Regions from separate parts of the Sus scrofa genome. Here regions 2 and 3 are each linked to region 1. Evidence: chromatin contacts called from public Hi-C data. All regions are on one chromosome and are shown on one strand. Each heading gives the region's core, a stretch centred on a gene start, on an enhancer-like site or on the middle of the called end of the contact. The rest is flanking DNA. Distances are from core to core; before and after follow the strand shown. Region 1 overlaps RAD51B (DNA repair protein RAD51 homolog 2). Region 2 has its middle 150 kb from the start of ZFP36L1. Region 3 overlaps RAD51B (DNA repair protein RAD51 homolog 2).

Region 1 (4,000 bases), core at 309-2,808:
TTCTAGTCTGCATCTCCCTCTCCCTCCGTCTTCTGTGGCCCTCCTACCCGATCAGCAATATAAAGGAAAGACCGTAAAAAATTCTAAATTTTCATGGCTTCCTCACTAGAATGTTAATGTTTTAGTTTTGTTTTGTTTTGTTTTGTTTTGAAGGACACAGTTTGTCTTGTATTCTTTTGACATCCGTGTTGTACCTGAGTGACCAGCAAAGGTCTAGGGACAAAGCAGGCAGTGAATGAATGCTGAACTAATACCATAGTAAATGCCGTGTAAGAACCATTAGCCATAAGTATCACTGAAAGCACCTCTGAATGTGATTAAAAATTACTGTAATTATCACATGCACATACATGTGTTCAGTTCTGAGGAGGAGACCAGAAGAGAATTTCTCGTTTCCTTATTTGAAACCTAGCAAGTAAGAGGACTTTGCTTTGTCCTAGCTTCCTGGTTTATCTCAAACAAAGAATAGGAGCAAAACAAAGATACAAAGGAAATTGCTCTGGCCGCTTCAAGAAAATGATAAAGTCGTGTTCATGGCCAAGGGAAAGTTACCAGCTTGTTCTTACACAGTTTTTCCTTATTATAAAATCCAAGGGAGAATGCAAATAATTGACTTTTCCAGATCTTTTCCTTGTATAGCTAAGCAGGTAAAGAGGCTATGGAATTTTTTTTTTCTTGAAGTCTATGATGAAGTTCCTTACCAGCAAATGAAAATGCACGCATTTCTTAGGACACTTATACCTAATTCAGATATATTGCAGTGGTTCTTAGAGTTACTGTGATTAATGTGCATAATTTGTTCTCTTGGCTTTTTAAAGTATCTTTTAAGTTGTATTGACTTTGCCGTTGTGCTATTAGGTCTGTGATCGTGGGCAGGCCTTTTGGTGACTTTAGGCCTCGGCTTTTTTCTGTGAAATGACAGACTGGATGAATGTAACATGGCTGAAATCTTTTCTAGCTCTCACGTTGTAAGGTTGTGATATGGGTCTGAAGGTTGATGGGGTTTTCAAATTCTGATTTACAGGGTGGGAAGAGTGATCTTTTCATCTTAGATTAAACCTAATAGAGAAGATCATCATGGAGTTCCCACTGTGGCACAGTGGGTTAAGAACCTGCCTATAAATCTCAGGTCACTATGGAGGCTCGGGCTCCATCCCCAGCCAGGTGCAGTAGGTTAAAGGATCCAGTGTGGCTGCGGCCGCGGCGTAGGTTGCAGCCATCTCGTGTTTCTCTCTCACACAAACGTGTACCCAAGAACAAGTGTGTGCAAGCTGGTGAGAGTGAGAAGCACACTGTGAGGGGGTGAGCCCAAGGTTCGCCCTGTCCCGTAATAGATTTCAGCTGCAGAGCAGGGGGCAGGGCTCAAACAGCGCTCCCTTGAAAACAGTTGGGGTGAGAACAAGCGGCCCGAGAGAAGCCAGCAAGAAAATGATCTGAGTTGACCCGGGAGAAGGACCCAGCAGGGGCTGATTCGGGGAAATGAAGTCCCGTCTGCTCTGACGCAGAGCAGGGAATACAAGTGGCCTGGCCCAACTGAGAGATCTCTTCCACACCAGCGGATCCTGTACTATTAATATCTGCCAGCTGCGGGCCCAGGGCCTCCCCCTGCTGAGATCAAAGGAGCTCCTATCTTGGCTGGAACAAGGTCATCGGCGCAGGGCTGTAAAAGCGAGCCCTGGCCAGCTGCGGGGACCTCTACGGGGGAGGAGAAGTCGGGGATGGAGAGGTGTTCTCTCACGCTCCTTTAATCTCGGCTGACCAGCTGTTGCCCTCCCAGGGTTTGTAGAGTTGAGAGTCCTTTGTTTTTGTGTTGGGGGGGTGTATTTTTTTCCCTTACTTAATTTGGGGCTGGGTTGTTGCTTGGGTTATGAAGACCCATGTTCACTGCTAGGGTCCAGGTGGGACAACCAAAGAAGGGTGCCGCGGACCCCACAGGATGCTCCCAGCATTGCTCCTGCCCCACAGTTTTGTGCCTTGAGATGGAAGGAGGGGCAAATTGAATTTTTCCTATTTAGTTGAAATAACCCGTCATCCTTGAAGCATGCTCGTCCATTTTCAGCCTCTTTCAACACGTTTCCTTCAGGTGGGGGAATGGACTGGTGGAGACTTGGGCAAAGTGACCAAAGTTATAGTGTGAACCCAAGGACAGAAATTGGAATTTTTGACTTTATGATCGACATTGTTCTTGATCAGTGTGAATCAAAGTATTTTCTTCCTCAGCAATTTGATTTTTTTGTATGTGTTTCTTTGTTTGTTTTTGTGTGTGTGTCTTTTTGTCCTTTTTGCGGCATATGGAGGTTCCCAGCCTAGGGGTCTAATCGGAGCCACAGCTGCCGGCCTACACCACAGCCGCAGCAATGCCAGATCCGCGCCGTGTGTGTGAGCTACACCACAGCTCATGTTAACACTGGATCCTTAACCCACTGAGTGAGGCCAGGGATCAAACCCTCAACCTCATGTTTCCTGGTTGGCCGTTTCCGCTGCACCACGACGGAAATTCCCTTCCTCAGTGATTTGTGCTGTTGGCAGAAACTCAGGTGTACAGGTTATCATGGAGTTTGGTGACTGGTTACTCACGAAGTTATTATGACGGTTCTGTGGCCAAGGACATGTGTCTCAGATGCCCTTGACCGTTCTTCCTGGTGGCCATGAAGATACTAAACATGTTTGGACCTCAGGCATAGAGAACAACCCTTTGCCCCTGGGGATCAGTAGAAAAAGGCTCTAACAGTCCAGCTGGCCTAAGACACCATGGCCTATTCTGAAGTCACCTAGGAATTGCCCGGAGGACTGGCTGAGCCCCTTTCCACCCAGGCACAGTCGGTAGGGGAGATTGACACATGGCAGTCCAGTGGGCCCCGTGCAAGATCGAAGCTCCATTCATCTTAGACGATTGGCTTTCTTTCCTCTGTCGATTTACTGGGACAGCAGCAACTTCAATGAGATGACGCCATCCCCTTTAGGAGCCTCGGGTGGCATATGAATATCCTTTTGTCTAGTAATAATAGGTTTCGGGAGATAATAGCCTTAAACACTAAAAATTAAATGTGCTTGGATGGGTCAAGGAAAGAACAAGAGGGAAAAAGTAGTTTTTACTAGAGCGAAGAGGGGTTTCTAGTTTTAGGACTACAAGTCTTTCTATGCTGGTTGAACTGACGGCTGATTTCATGTGCAAGAGAAAGCATCCTGAGATTCATATTCCCCGCAAACCATCCCTGCAGAAAGCTGGAGTCCGTTTGAAAGATGATGTGCAAGTGCATGGCTTGTGTCTCTTCTCAAATAAATTCAACAAGCAAAACCAGCTCAGAATGGTTGGGACGAATCAGGGACTCGTGGTTGTGAAAGAGACAGACTTCAAAGCTTGGTATGAATGTTCAAGTTTTATTTCCACTCTTGCTTTCCAGCTGGATCTGCTCTGGATTTAGTGCAGGATGTTTGAAAATGTGGCTCCCTGCTAATCTCAGACAGTTGCTATGATCAATGGTTTTTTTCATTTCCGATAAAAAAACACTGGTGTTTCTGCTTAAGTTGTGTGTACTTTCCGCTTTATTATTATAGTTGTAATTTATTGTCCAGCATTACCCAAATTTGTGATCCATTAACCACAATCTTTGGGGCGGATTGGTCAAGTTAACAGAACTCTGTCCACACTTTGGCTCCAAGGCCGTCCGCAGCCCAACCCCAAACTAAATGTTCACTGGCTTGGGTAGGGCCATGTACAGATGCGCGCTGGGTGGAACGGCTTTAAAAATCCACCTCGCACGGGCGTGGTGCAGGTTGGTTATAGTCAGTTTTTTGAAAGTGTGAAGTATCACCATGTGACCACAAGATTAATATCAACAATGGTCAGCATTGTCAACATCAGCATTTCCATAGTATTTTAAGAATGTCTTCAGGTGATGAATCATTTAACCCACCTCAAGCAAGTGAAGCCTGGAGGGGGAGAAGGGAGCTGCCCAAGGGCCACAGAGTGAGGGAGAGGCGGAGGGCGCTGGAATGG
Region 2 (3,853 bases), core at 418-2,917, 330 kb after region 1:
TCTTCCAGCATTAAAATTCTAAAGACAAAGGAACTTTAACTTATTCTCAAATCACTGGAGGAAATTGACATAATTTGCTTCACTGGTTGGTTTTTATTTATGTGTTTTACATTCCTTAGTTTTACTGAATCTTAATTTTCTTCATCTCCTTTCCAAGACTTTTACCTCTTATTGCTGTTATCCTGTCTTATTGCATTGGAAAAAACTTCAAAATGATTGTGATGTATTAAACCTATATAGTAAGAGTAATAGCTGACATCCTTATTTTATTTCCACTTTAAATGAGACTACTGCTAATGTTTTGCCATTAAGAATAATAGCCTTGGGATATATGTATAACTGAATCACTTTGCTGTACACCTGAAAGTAACACAAATCAAATATACACTAATGTAAAATAAAAATTAAATTAAATTGAAAAAATAAGGCGCTGAATACATAATAATAAAAAAAGAATAGCTTTGGCTTTTGATTTAAGATAAGAAGCATTTGCAGAGTTCCTGCTGTGGCTCAGCAGGTTAAGAACCTGACTAGTATCCGTGAGGATGTGGATTTGATGCTGCGTTGCCACAAGCTTCGGCGTAGTTTGCAGATGCAGCTCAGGTCCCGGGTTTCTGTGGTTGCGGCGTAGGCCAGCAGCTGCAGCTCTGATTTGACCTCTAGCCTGGGAACGTCCATGTGCCACAGGTGTGGCACTAAGAGGAAAAAAAAAAATTGAAAAAAGAAGCATGTTCACACTAAGAGATTTTTTTAAAAAAAGAAAAAGCAAGAATGATTGATTAATTTTATTTAATGTACTTTGTAGAACTGATTAAGGTTCTTGTGCCATTTTTATTTTTATAGTTTTCCATTTGAAGTGCAAGTACCGTTTGTTAGCCTTTAGAATTACATAAGGCAGAACTAAGGTGAATACATACGATCCCCACCACATTATATCATAAGGTACTTTTGTGAACAGCAACTCTGAACTTGAACTCTGTGTTAAAGTCTTGATTGCACATGCCTATTAATAAAAAATATTGGGGACCCCCCAAATATATACAAATATACACACACACACATATATATATAAATACATATATTTGTGGTGTTTTGCACTGTACTTTGCATAGTATATATACAATATACATTGTAAAATACAATAAATTAAAATTTTCAAAAATAAACATTCTGGTCTCTTCCCCTTACTCCAAAAAATCAGCTTGCACATACCCTATTTCGGAGACCATTCCTATAAAAGAAGAGTATTAGTGGGATATTTGGGGGTTCCTTCTACCATGGGCACTCACAGAGTCTTGTGAAAATTCTGCACCCTCATTTCTATCTGTCACCAAGGATAACAAATAATGCCCTCTGGAGCTTGAGCATGAAGAATTTTTTAAACTGGTGGGATTAAACTCACTTTTGGCAAAGGCACACACACACTCACACACACAGAGAAAAGCAGGTTATGCAATTCTGCCTGACCTTATGCAAGTTACGCAGCCTCTTTGGGACTCAGTTTCCTCATTACTAACATGGCAGGGTTAGGCTAGAGAGCTGCCAAGCCGCTTCTCGCACTGACATTTTGTGACAGTGATGTTGCTGGCAGCTTGGGGATGGTGGGTAATCAGATCTGCACATCACTCAGCCAGGCAGCTCTGACGTTAGGAAATCAAGCAGAGTCAGTCCTAGGTGGATGACCAGGAGCGCAGGGTGCACTCAGGCCGGTCCTGGCCATCCCCAGGGGCAACCCTGGCACCAGTCAAAGCAATGGGACCTGAAGAATTTGGAAATCTTTAGAAGGAATCAGAGAAAAACAACATAAGGACTAAAGCCTTGGAAAATGGATCCTCTGAGGAAAACTCACAGACATGGAATTCCTCAGGTTAGAGAAGGGCATTTAAGATGGATCGAGCCTCAAGCTCCTGGCATTTGAGCAAATGTTTGAAAGAGATTGTGACAGTCTCAGATGAAGTACTTTTGGGTGCAAAGAAGAGACCTATTCTAACTAGATCCCAGAAATCCACAGCCAGAAACACAAGTGTAACCAGGACTCCCGGGGACAGAAGGCTGTGGGGAGCTCGGCCAATGCTCTCTTAGCAACTTCATGTTCTGCATATTCCCCAAACCTCTGCTCTCCTCTTCTTACTCCCACTTTCCACTTCACGGCAGGAAGGTCAGCTTCCAGCCAGACATCTTGGCCCCCACTCCATAGCTACACTTTCAACACCCGTGACCATTGTCCATTGGCCCAATTTTTCCTCTTCCCAGTTTAGATGCCCCTGAAAGGATTTATTTATCCCAGCCCATCTTTTTGAGCCAGGCCACCCCAGTCGTTGGTCATCATTGGTGGGTCCCCCATAAGTGGACCCCCAACCCTGTTCCAATCATGTGAGGAGGGGAGATGAGTCATGTGTGTAGAACATGGCTGTTTAGGGCAGATTTCCTCAGATAGGCATGTGGGCAAACTGGCTGTGAGAAGCATCTTCAGCTCTTCAGCAAAGGGACCAATTGTCTTTTTTTTTTTTTTTTTTCCGCTTTTTAGGGCTACACCTATAGTATATGGAAGTTCCCAGCTTTGGGATCAAATCAGAGCTGCAGTTGCCAGCCTACATCACAGACACAGCAAAGTGGGATCCAAGCCACGTCTGAGACCTATACCGTAGCTCATGACTACACCAGATCCTTAACCCATGGAACAAGGCTAGAGATTGAACCTTCATCCTCATGGATCCTAGTTGGGGTCATAACTCCCCGAGCCACAGCAGGAACTCCCACCAACTGTCTTTTAATCTGACACTGAAATGAAAATAAAATAAGTCTGATCCTGAGCTCTTCTACGGAAGAAAAATGTAATCGCACCACTCAGGACAGTCTTTGAAATTATCTGGGACTCCTCCTGCCTCAAGGTGCTTTGACACAGGGCTCCCTGGAGGTGGTAGCCTGACCCACAGGGCCTCTGAGAGTCTCCTTTGGCCTGTTGGCCTGGAAGAATAGAAGGTCACTACCCCTGGTGGAGCCTAATTTCACCATCAAGCTTGGCTGATGGGAGATTAGCTATTTGAAGACTTTCCGGTATCTTCGGATTAAGCGGTAACCAGAAGATACCAGAAACCATCCAAGGACTTTAAGGACTTCCCTGGTTGGCTTGGCCTGTTTGCATCTATTCTGAATATCCAGTTTCTACCCAGAACCAATACCCAACTCAATTCCTCTGAGTCACTATCCTCCCATTCTTTGTTACATGTGGCTCTTCTGCTCAGCATCCTGCCCAGAAACCCCCATCCTCTTCCAGCACATAGAAAATAAGACATTCATGAACAAGTGGGTTCATGGCCTTTTCTTCTGTGCTGGCTTTAATCACACTACCAGCCTCATGTAGATGCAGGCAAAAAACCCAACCTCAAATGCAAGGGCCTTGAGAACATAGGGTTCAAAGGAGAGTAAGGCTTCATCTACCCAAAACACAACTACCCAGACACCTCACTATCTAAAATCAGACCAGAATCTGGAGATGAGCCAAGTGACATCTAAGTGGCCAGAATTATCTGCATAGGCGCATATTGGTTTATTTAAAGCAGCATATAATTCAAAGCAACTGTCCCCAGAGGACTAGATGAACTCTTACCCTCTCAGAAAGACTGAATCCCGTAGGAATAGAAAAGGCTGAATTCCTCACTCCTATTCTATTTACTTTTTGTTTACACAGAATTTTAACGAGTTTGCATGTCTGGTTTCTTAACCCAGAACAGGCTAAAAGAAGTTAGGCCATGAGGTCACTACAGGTAAAGTGATACGCTCCCTGATAAAAAGAAAACCCAGGAACCTCTCCCAAAAGCACCGTGATAGGGCCACACATATCGCAAAGGTT
Region 3 (4,114 bases), core at 671-3,170, 340 kb before region 1:
CTGAATGCCCTGTTTCTGTGTTCCCCAAGGTTCCATGTACTCTGTCTAGAACCCAGTTTATAGGTCAAAAGGATTCTGTCTGCACTGGCCAGCCAGACATTTAAGTATTCATTACTTGTGCGTGTGTGTGTGTGTGTGTGTGTGTGTGTGTGTGTGTATTTAATGATGTTTGTGCATGGGATGTTTGTGCTAGGGATTTTGAAATACTGGAAGGGTTTTCCTATTTGCTGGGTGGTTTTAGAATTGAAAGCCATCAGTAGGAAAAAAGAAACAAAGAAAAATATTCTTCTTTCATCTATGTCCCATATTATACAAGTGTTAACTGAAAATAGCACCGATTTTCTGGGAAAGGCTGTGACTGAGACTTTTCTCACCCTTTACCCCTACTCCCCAATTCATGTTTCCTTTTTGCAATGTGGTCATGTGCTTGCCCAAGTCTGGCTTATGAACCGTGTAGAATATTTATGCAGTTTTGTTTTTTAAGTCCTACACTGTGCACATGATGCAGTATTTAATTTGGAATGGGCTCTGAGTTTAGTCACACGTGCTTCTTATGGTGTTTATCTTGGAATCCACAAGTAGGAGGGAAGTACTTTTGCATTTTATACATCTGGACATTGTTCATGATCCTCTTGTGACTTGGGAATTCTGTGTGGGGCAAAATCCAAAGAACAGTATTAAAAATAACGTGGAGTTATAATGACATCTGAGTGAAAAACCATGAGAATACCCTTCTGATCCCAGCAGAGTTTGATTTTGATGTGAATTTTTTCAGTTGTGTGTTTTACTGCTGGCCTGAGTAGATTGCTGGGATTAAGGTTACCTGACACCCTTGCAAGGAGGCTAAGGGGCTGCCAGACTTTCTTAAAGTGTATAGCAGATTTAGCTTTTTGGGGGGAGGAGGAGATTTTGGCCTTGATTTTGCATGAGCTAAGATAGGTGAAGTAAATTCTGCTTACTGTGCTGTGCCTCTGCCACTCTCTTGCACCATAAGCATCTTAAGATGATAAGATGATGATGACCTGTGAAGGTCTTTCCCTTCATTCCCTTGATCCTGCCCCAATCCATTCAGTTTAGAGCTAAAGGTTGATCCTAAGAACACTTCAGGGGCTGTATCAGGACTGAGGAAGGGCGGGCGTCTAGTAACCCTGTCTATCCCCTGATTACCTTTGAGATGTTGTTTCAAATAGGATTGGACAGGTATAGTACAGTACCTCCTTTTGGCTAGGATTCTGCTGGAATGGAAAAAGTGAGATGGGATGTACAGAAGCCTTGCTGCTCGATGAGTGAGTTTGCATATGGACAGTATTGCTTTTTGGCTCCAACCTAGTTTTCTTTCATTCCCATGTCTCATCTTTTATGCAGCTGCAGAGAGCAGGCTGGGAAAGCAGAATGAAAGCTTCAAACAGATTTGCACTTGAATAAAAGAAAGAATGATTTCTCTTAGAGCACAGACCCAATTGAGGAGGAAGCTGTTTGCTTTTTCACTTTCCGAGTAAGGACTGTTTGCTTTTTCCCCTTCAATTGTAATAAAAAGGGGAAAGAGCTAATAAAGTAGTTAGACCTGCTAGTTATATCTGATAGAGAATTTTCAAATGTGCTTAATAAGGCTTCTCCTATGATTATAAAAGAAGTAAATAGTTGGAGGGCAAAAGTCGAAATTCAGTTGAGGTTTTAGAATCAGTTGAATATGAAGTGGTTTGAGTGCTTGGATAAGACTGCTCAAGTAGAAGCTGTTTCTCTTTGCTGGTTTCTTTGGCCTTTCCTTTGGGAACTTTTCCCCTTTACTTTCGTAACGCATTTTGCAACTTTCAGTTAAAAAATATCCATCAAAGTTTAAACTTTTAGCAAATAAACACATCTCGATCCTCTGATGGGAATCACAACATAGCAGAGAATGGCTTGGCTTCAAGCTGGAGAGAGGTTAATAGTAGGACTCCAAGGATTGATACCAAGATCATGCTTGTTTAATGTTTTAATGACTCCAAACGGAAATGGTGAAATCTGCTGATGACACCAAATTGTTTTTGCTGATCCAAACAGGGATTTCTGGGAAGCTTCTTCATAGTATTTGGAAGAGTGGAAGAATTGGGCAATGTGGTAGCAGACACACCAAACTTGAAGTGAAGGTTTATGTGAAGTAGCAGGAATAACACCAGTACATTGAAGTTACAAAGACTGCCAGGTCTTCCAAGAGGAAGACTGTGGCATCCCCTATAAAGGACTTGGCTTTGATTCTTCTTGTGAAAGGAAGATTTAGGACAAAGAACATTTTGATATATAGAAGAGGAAAACTACTGTGGGGATAGTAGTAATTTCCAAGTGATGTCAAAGTTTCTTTGCTAATGCCAGCAGTGGTATAGCCAAATAAATGCTGTTTCCCTCAAATGGTCATGGAAGATTATATAGTCATTTTATGCACTTTTTTGGGGGGGCGGGGATAGCTCCTCCTTCCGACTGTTTTCTAGGGTGGCATGTCTTTATTTTTTAGGTTATTTTAGATTTTTTTGTGTAGCCACTGGTCACTTAGAACAAAGTATGGGAGTAAGATGAATGATCAAACTCGATAAATTTTAAATATAAGTTAAAGAGGCGAAACTAATTTTCTTTTGTTGCTTCAAAATTTTCTGGGGAAAATTATCAATGAGAAAATGCAAAAATAGGGAGTTTCCATCGTAAACCACAATGGTAACAAACCTGACTCTTATCCATGAGGATGTGGGTTCGATCCCTGGCCTTGCTCAGAGGTTAAAGATCTGGCATTGCCATGAGGCGCGGTGTAGGTCACAGTCTCAGCTAGGATTTGGTGTTGCTGTGGCTGTGGTGTAAGCCAGCAGCTACAGCTTCGATTCAACCCCCACCTAGCCTGGGAACTTCCATATGCCGCAGGTGCAGCCATAAAAATCCCCCCCCCCAAAAGCAATTGCAATAATATTTGTGTAATAGTAGCCAGAATAAGTTTTCTCCCCCATCTTTAGGTGATCTGCTTGTTTTTTTCCCCTCGGCTTTATTGAGGTATAATTGACAAAATTGCATATGTTTAAGGTGGACAGTGTGATGAGTTGATGTATGTATACATTGTGAAATGATTACCACAATCAAGTCAATTAACATACTCATCATCTCGGATAGTTACTATATTTCTGTGTGTGTTGAACTTACTTAAGATTTACTTTCTGGAGTTCCCGTCGTGGCACAGTGGATAACGAATCCAACTAGGAACCATGAGGTTGCGGGTTCGATCCCTGGCCTTGCTCAGTGGGTTAACGATCCGGCGTTGCCGTGAGCTGTGGTGTAGGTTGCAGACGCGGCTCGGATCCCACGTTGCTGTGGCTTTGGCGTAGGCTGGTGGCTACAGCTCCGATTTGACCTCTAGCCTGGGAACCTCCATATGCCACGGGAGTGGCCCAAGAAATGGCAAAAAGACAAAAAAAAAAAAAAAAAAAAAGATTTACTTTCTTAACTTTTGATGAGCATCCCCCCATTTTCCTTACCTTAGTCATGGTTAACCACCATTCTACTCGCTACTTCTGTGAGTTTTTTAGATTCCACATATGAGTGAGCTCATACAATATTTGTCTTTCTCTGTCTGGCTTATCTCGCTTATCATCATGTCCTCCAGGTTCATCCATGTTGTTGCAAATGGCAGGATTGACTTCATAATAAATTCTTGATTGATCTATTTCACAAATGTCACTCATTTAGGTATGGAAGTTATAGAGGCTTGTTAAAGCACTTGTTTCATGACATTTTAGACACACCATATTTATAAGTGACCTTCTCTTTTTAAAATTGTTCTATGGCCCCCAAGCGTACTCTTAGGGAGGGATCAGAAGGTTTTATAGTTAACTGGAGATTCATTTAATGCATTGATATTGTCTCACTAAAACTTCCATCTGTATAATGAAAAAGACCCTGCGGGTTAATAAATAAGATATTCACTGTCACAGGAGCTATGGACTGGCCATCTATATCCATTCCTCCAGCCATCCATTCATTCGTTTACTTCAGAGGAACAAAGGGTCACAGCCCCTTACCTCAAGAATTTTTTTTTTTTCTGGCATGGTGGTATATCTATGTGAAACAAACAGCAGTCAGTTGCACCAATATTAGT

The links. A called contact is a pair of places that touch in the nucleus more often than the background predicts.
Region 2: a contact with region 1 is called in a Hi-C map of skeletal muscle, with 3 times the contacts expected there. The contact joins two enhancer-like sites. A contact is called at or near these places in 1 of 47 Hi-C or Micro-C datasets (skeletal muscle) and 1 of 2 datasets of contacts at active chromatin or transcription factors (skeletal muscle).
Region 3: a Hi-C map of liver shows a contact between it and region 1, with 5 times the contacts expected there. The contact joins two enhancer-like sites. A contact is called at or near these places in 3 of 47 Hi-C or Micro-C datasets (embryonic fibroblasts, epiblast stem cells and liver).

The regions. Positions count from the first base shown.
Region 1 is chr7:92,015,238-92,019,237 of Sscrofa11.1, forward strand. The region is part of intron 9 of RAD51B (DNA repair protein RAD51 homolog 2); the gene reads left to right. Among named protein-coding and RNA genes, the nearest start is that of RAD51B, 420 kb to the left of the region's middle. Within about 2 kb of position 1,559, at least 20 of the 83 cell types and tissues checked have an H3K27ac peak or open chromatin away from gene starts, as enhancers often do. A contact at or near this core is called in liver and skeletal muscle, where this site is marked.
Region 2 is chr7:92,341,539-92,345,391 of Sscrofa11.1, forward strand. No RefSeq gene overlaps it. Among named protein-coding and RNA genes, the nearest start is that of ZFP36L1, 150 kb to the right of the region's middle. Within about 2 kb of position 1,668, at least 3 of the 83 cell types and tissues checked have an H3K27ac peak or open chromatin away from gene starts, as enhancers often do. A contact at or near this core is called in skeletal muscle, where this site is marked.
Region 3 is chr7:91,674,236-91,678,349 of Sscrofa11.1, forward strand. All of the region lies in intron 8 of RAD51B (DNA repair protein RAD51 homolog 2), which reads left to right. Among named protein-coding and RNA genes, the nearest start is that of RAD51B, 84 kb to the left of the region's middle. Within about 2 kb of position 1,921, at least 20 of the 83 cell types and tissues checked have an H3K27ac peak or open chromatin away from gene starts, as enhancers often do. A contact at or near this core is called in liver, where this site is marked.